2 separate regions of the Anser cygnoides genome follow, and region 1 is linked to region 2. The links are chromatin contacts, called in public Hi-C maps. All regions are on one chromosome and are shown on one strand. The core of a region is the stretch at or near the end of the contact, and the rest is flanking DNA. Distances in the headings are between cores, read along the strand shown. Region 1 holds the start of FOXI1 (forkhead box I1). Region 2 overlaps C14H5orf58 (chromosome 14 C5orf58 homolog).

Evidence for each region. Hi-C and Micro-C count contacts between places; a contact is called where the count stands out from the background.
Region 1: a Hi-C map of liver shows a contact between it and region 2, with 2.2 times the contacts expected there. The contact joins the promoter of FOXI1 here to the enhancer-like site in region 2. A contact is called at or near these places in 3 of 7 Hi-C or Micro-C datasets (granulosa cells and liver).

Annotation. Positions count from the first base shown.
Region 1 is chr14:14,971,860-14,974,802 of Taihu_goose_T2T_genome, forward strand. It overlaps FOXI1 (forkhead box I1), which reads right to left and starts at 1,522. Exons shown (of 3, transcript XM_066977089.1): 1 at 1-1,522.
Region 2 is chr14:14,920,319-14,923,384 of Taihu_goose_T2T_genome, forward strand. C14H5orf58 (chromosome 14 C5orf58 homolog) reads right to left here. Exons shown (of 8, transcript XM_066977097.1): 3 at 1-50. Among named protein-coding and RNA genes, the nearest start is that of C14H5orf58, 20 kb to the right of the region's middle. Within about 2 kb of position 1,798, at least 2 of the 3 cell types and tissues checked have open chromatin away from gene starts, as enhancers often do. A contact at or near this core is called in liver, where this site is marked.

The DNA.
Region 1 (2,943 bases), core at 272-2,771, 51 kb after region 2:
AAGGATAATAAAATTGTTAGGGATTTATCCTATTCCAAAGCAGTTGTTAATGCTCGTCAGTGCAATAGATATCAAATCTCATTATGACTTTGGGTATTGATGGCTGGTAAATTCCACAGTACAATCTGTTGCTGAAAAATTTACCAGCCATCAATTGCTAAAAAAAAATAAAAAAAATAAAAAAATCACATTCAAACTGAGTCAAATATTCCAACTTCACTTCCTCAGCAGTTTTCCAGCATCATTGCATTTATTTATTTATTAATTTTTCATTGCAGGATGTACCTTGCCTATACCTTAAACTCATTTTAAATGAAAGAGTCTGTTCCATCACTCCCACTAGCAATGCAGCAAGCAGCAAAATAGCCAAAGAACAAAAGTTGTGAATATCAAATGGGATGAAGAGAGTACCTCAACCTCTGAATTTGTTTTGTTGCTGAAATTTCACTAACTTTAGTAACACAACACAAAAGCATTAACCTCACCATTACCTGTTCTTCTAAGAGCTGTGAGCCTGTGCTTGGCATAGATTTATCCATTTTTGCCAGTTCATGTTCAGAACTGCTCTTCAGCCAATGTTTACAGTAAAATGGCTGCTGCCTGAAAACACTGAGCAGAATATAGCAGTTGGTGCTAAAAACTCCATTACCACTCAGCCTCCTTGATGCCCTCCAGATTGAAAAAAAAATTCCAGTATAACTCCTATACAGCCTCCTTGTGTTAGCAATCGTGGTTGTAAATGGCCTCTGCGTTTCAAAGCTCACCGAAAGCAGAACATTCCACCAAGTTAATTTGAATGAGTTCTGTTCTTCACAGGCCAGGATGGTGCCTGATTTCTTGTTTATCAATTCAAACGTGATGAAGTAGGACACACTCCCAACTCTGTCCTCCACACTACTAAGAATACAGAGTTCATGTGATACATTAATAATACAACTAGGCAACTTTATTTACACAGCGTTTTACTATTTTTAGTTTAACATATTGGTCTGAGTTAACTTGTTGATTGTTGTGATCAACTATTAACTGCCTAAAAATGAACTTTGATCTGGATAGGCTGGACCGATGGGCTGAGGTCAACTGCATGAAGTTCAACAAGGCCAAGTGCCGGGTCCTGCACCTGGGGCGTAACAACCCCAAGCAGCGCTACAGGCTGGGAGGTGAGTGGTTAGAAAGCTGCCTGGCAGAGAAGGACCTGGGAGTACTGGTTGATAGTCAGCTGAATATGAGCCAGCAGTGTGCTCAGGTGGCCAAGGCGGCCAACAGCACCCTGGCTTGCGTAAGAAGCAGTGTGGCCAGCAGGTCTAGGGAAGTGATTGTCCTCCTGTACTCTGCTCTGGTGAGGCCGCACCTTGAGTACTGTGTTCAGTTTTGGGCCCCTTGCTACAAGAAGGACATGGAGGTGCTCGAGAGAGTCCAGAGAAGGGCAACGAAGCTGGTGAGGGGTCTGGAGAACAAGTCTTACGAGGAGCGGCTGAGGGAGCTGGGGTTGTTCAGCCTGGAGAAGAGGAGGCTCAGGGGAGACCTCATCGCTGTCTATAGGTACCTTAAAGGAGGCTGTAGAGAGGTGGGGGTTGGTCTATTCTCCCACATGCCTGGTGACAGGACGAGGGGGAATGGGTTAAAGTTGCGCCAGGGGAGGTTTAGGTTGGATATTAGGAAGAACTTCTTTACTGAAAGGGTTGTTAGGCATTGGAATGGGCTGCCCATGGAGGTGGTTGAGTTGCCATCCCTGGAGGTCTTTAAAAGACGTTTGGATGTAGCCCTTAGTGATATGGTTTAGTGGAGGACTTGTTAGTGTTAGGGCTGAGGTTGGACTAGATGATCTTGGAGGTCCCTTCCAACCTAGACGATTCTGTGATTCTGTGATTCTGTAACTTTGTCAATTTAAAATTCTGCACTTCTGTAATTTTGAAAAAATCCAATCTTTCGTGTGCAAGACTGTGGTGTCCCATGACAGACAGTGAGAATCCCTGCCTTAATGACTCTTTAAAGAAAGGTAACACAAGTCTGACAACTAGAGGAAACCCCAAAAGCCAGCCCAAACACAACCAACAAGGAAAATGAAAGCAGAGATCCAGTGATACCGAATGTATCTCTGGACTCCATAGTGAACAAGCAACGTGGTACCTACTACTTCACCCAAAATTCCACTCTGTAACAGGAAAGACTACAGACTGCAAATTATACAGAAAAAAAAAGCCTACTGTCAAGCAGTACCTACAACAAATTCACAGATGTATCGCACATTAAGTCTTAGTTCAAGAACAAAATGTGTTCCTGGGGTCCATAAAATCTTTATGAAAATTCTCCTTCCCACTGTGTTCAGAAACATGACCCTACTGACTTCACTCTGAACACTTTCCTCCAGGTTACTGCAGCTTATTTTTACTGAATTTTTAAGAGTACTAAATTCAAAAGAGCCTGAATAATTGAGTTGTCATTTCATAATGAGAACTTGTACAGTTTGCTGTACATTACGTTGTACAAACAAGGACAGATTGAACACCCAAGCTAGTGCCAAATCAATTCAAGAATGCTCCAGAATACCTTGATATAGCAGAATGCAAACATTTGCCATCTAAGACCAGACCTCGTACTCCACTGACAGCAGCTGTTCTGGAGCTAGACCACTCCATCATAGATAAATCCCAGTGCCTGTGTCTAAAATTCAGACATCTAGTTAACTGAACACAATGGCATGCAGCTTAAATGCATCTTACATTGTTGCAGCTTGACAGCTTTCTGCAAGTCAACACACAAAACTGTAGCTGCATATGCAGCCTCTCCTATTCCATGCTAAACACAGATTCTTACAGACCCATGTTACTCAATCATTACCTTAGTGCCAAGCAATCCCAAAAGCCGGGCTGTTACTGTCCAGTCTATCTGAAATGTCTGCGAGAATTGAAATTAACTCTGGCAGAAAACACACATGAAAAC
Region 2 (3,066 bases), core at 548-3,047:
ATGAGGCAGCAGAGCATTATGCCTTCTTTACATTCCCCTTCCTCCTTTTCCTATACAATGACAGAACAGGGATCAAGCTAACTAGACGATTTCAAGCTGACACCCAGAGCAAGGGAAAAAAAAAACAAACAACAAACCAAACAAACAAAAAGAACAATGTACAGCAAAAAAAAAAAAAAAAGTGCTTTGTAGCTTGGGACCGTGGAACTATGAAGATGAGTTAGAATGTGTTGAATAGATATGATCACCTGAATTTACAGCTTGCATGCAAGAACAACATGATAAGCCATTCAGAAGAAACTCAAAATTGAGACCTAGAATATAATCTTCATTCCTCCATGGCTAAATTCTTGCATACTGTAGCCTCGTTATTTTCTTAGTAACTGGCTCAAAGCTTCTATTCATAACACAAAATCTCATGTTATGAAATCTGCATATGATGAATGCATATAAATCTTTCTCTTGCAAACTTCTCATTAACACAATTCCCACCATTAGTAGAATCTGTTATTGGTCAATACTGGGTTGAAAAGCTAATTACCTTACAGTCTTTGTATTGCACTTAATAATTATTTAGAGTCTAGAAATGAGAATAAAAATGTTTTATTCTTTACTCAACATGAAATCATCTTCATTTATGTTCCTGGAAAATGACTAAGAGACTGAGAAAGACTACCTCTGCTGCCAGGCTTTCATAATGTACTGACTTAATATGCTGACCTGTGCAGAAATGTATTACAGAACAATATTTTTGCTTTCAGTGCTGCATTTACTGTAAATTTGCATTCTTCCAGGAAAATTCTGACAGATATATATAACATCACAGACCTGACTTCAACAGGGTCACTTAGCTATTATTGGTTCCACTAACCGTTTTTTTGAAAGAAGACCTAGCAGTTGAATTTGATGCCAGGGCTGAAGACACAGAAACAGAGAGGACCTATGCAAGACACTGGAAAAGCAGAGAAAAGATTTCCTTCCCTTAAGCTGTAGAAGTTATCACCCTGCCATCACTATTAAGCAGTCCCTGCTTCTGAGCTCACAACAGAAACAGTGCCCAAGACGCTCCTTCCATACCAGGGTTCCTATTTCCATTAATCACACTGCCATCACATGCGCTAAGTGGCAATAGCCCTTCGTCTCCTCTGCAAAGCTTAATCAAGTGTTGCCAAAATTACTCAATTCTGCCCAGCCAACAGCATCCTAATTATCCTGTATTTTATGACATGCCACAAATATTCAATTAAAACTAGCCCAAGTAGTTTGTTATTCTTGTTGATGATCACATAGATTTCACTGCTAGTCACAGCCTAAAAGGCATAGTTGACAGGGCCCTTACAAAGTTACCAGGAAAAAAAATGACATTTTCAGACATTACAAATTAATGTAGACTTTATTAGCAAACCATTCATTTATTGGCTGTTTTATTCCTTATGAGCAAACTTTTCTCTCTTGTGAAAGCCTATTCTGCCCTAACAAATAGGAAGCATTGTCAAAAATGCCTACATCCACACAGTTTAAGTAGTAGATTTACATCTTACATCCAAGGTACTATTAACACGTGAAATCACCATGTTTCTAACAGGGCAGAATAGCCAGTAACTTAAAAGTATGAGGTCTGGTAGACTGGAGCTACTGCTTAAATGAGAAAGCATCTCGTATCACCATCCTATCCACTCCTATGTTTGTGATAATTGTATTTAGATTTAGAGAAAATCTGTTTGCTAACTTTCAAATAACCACTGAATAATTTAATCAGCAGTCAGTAATAAGATATGGATTCCAGAATAAGACACTGACAATGAAAAAGGAAGTCAAGCACACCATTGAAAATTCATTGCCATTTTCCTGACTTGACTGCTGCACTGTCTTTTGTACCCTTCCCTTTATAAAGTCTTAGACCTCAAAGCTCAAAACGTTACTTATTTGCTTTTTTTCCCTGTAATGGCTATATTGATGAATCAGAAATTTTTTTGCTAAGATCTCATTTATCTTCACATGCAGAAAAAAAAAAGGAAGAAAGTTAATGAGCAATAAACTCCTCTTACTTTACTACAGAATTTTTGAAATGCTGTCCTTCCACTTGTTCACAAATCCTCATGAATACACATGCACAATGACACACATAAGTTCAGTCTGTGTTTGCATGTTTGCAGATCAGTTCAATACTACATGATCTTTATCAGTGTTATTACGAAATGTCTTCACAGACTAGTCTGTGACACTTCAGAAGCTGCTGAAATGGATTTCTGGTTGCCAAGAGGCTTATCTTTTATCTTTTACCTCTGAATAACAGAACAGACTGTCTATTGTTGGCATTTTTCACAGTTTGATTTTTTTTAAGTACCAAATTTTACAGCAAAGATATAAATCCAATTCATCTGCCTTTTTCACCCCTCTAAAATCACTCTCTCCCTGGTGTTTATCTTGAAGCTTGAAATTGAAATAATGGGGGAAACACAAACTGTATCATAAAATATATATACAAAAGATATGAGTATCCTCATTTAATGCTCTTTTCAGACAAAGAAAATGAAATGAAAACCTTTAACTCTTCCTCACCTACCTGCGCTAATAAACGCTGTACATGCATCAGTATCAGTATATCACGCGCCTTTGCATCAGGTACACTACTCAGAAGAATAAACATTTCTCTGAGAACTGATTTCAGAAAAGAAAAAAAAAATCCAACTCTTACACTCTGTAAGTTAGGGGAAGTTGTTACTAAGTGGAGGGGGGACAGAAGTAGGGCCTAGCAGGATTCTCCAGGTAGAGTTTGCTACTGCGCCTTGACCGGGCCCACACTGAGCGAGCAGCCAGGTGTGGGTGTGAGCACCATCACTGTGGACTTCTGTGTTCCACATGCTTTTAGGGTTTCAGAAAAGTTTCATTACATGTAGTGATCTCAAATGAGCAAGCACAGACATTTAACATTTCCAGTGCCATAAAACTTCAAGCCTCTCTTACAAATTGCTTTCAACTTCACTCAGTATTTTCCTGTATTTTCATCATCCTACAGCAAATGATTCATGCTCCACTTGAATAAGAAATGCTGAGAGTTAAGTG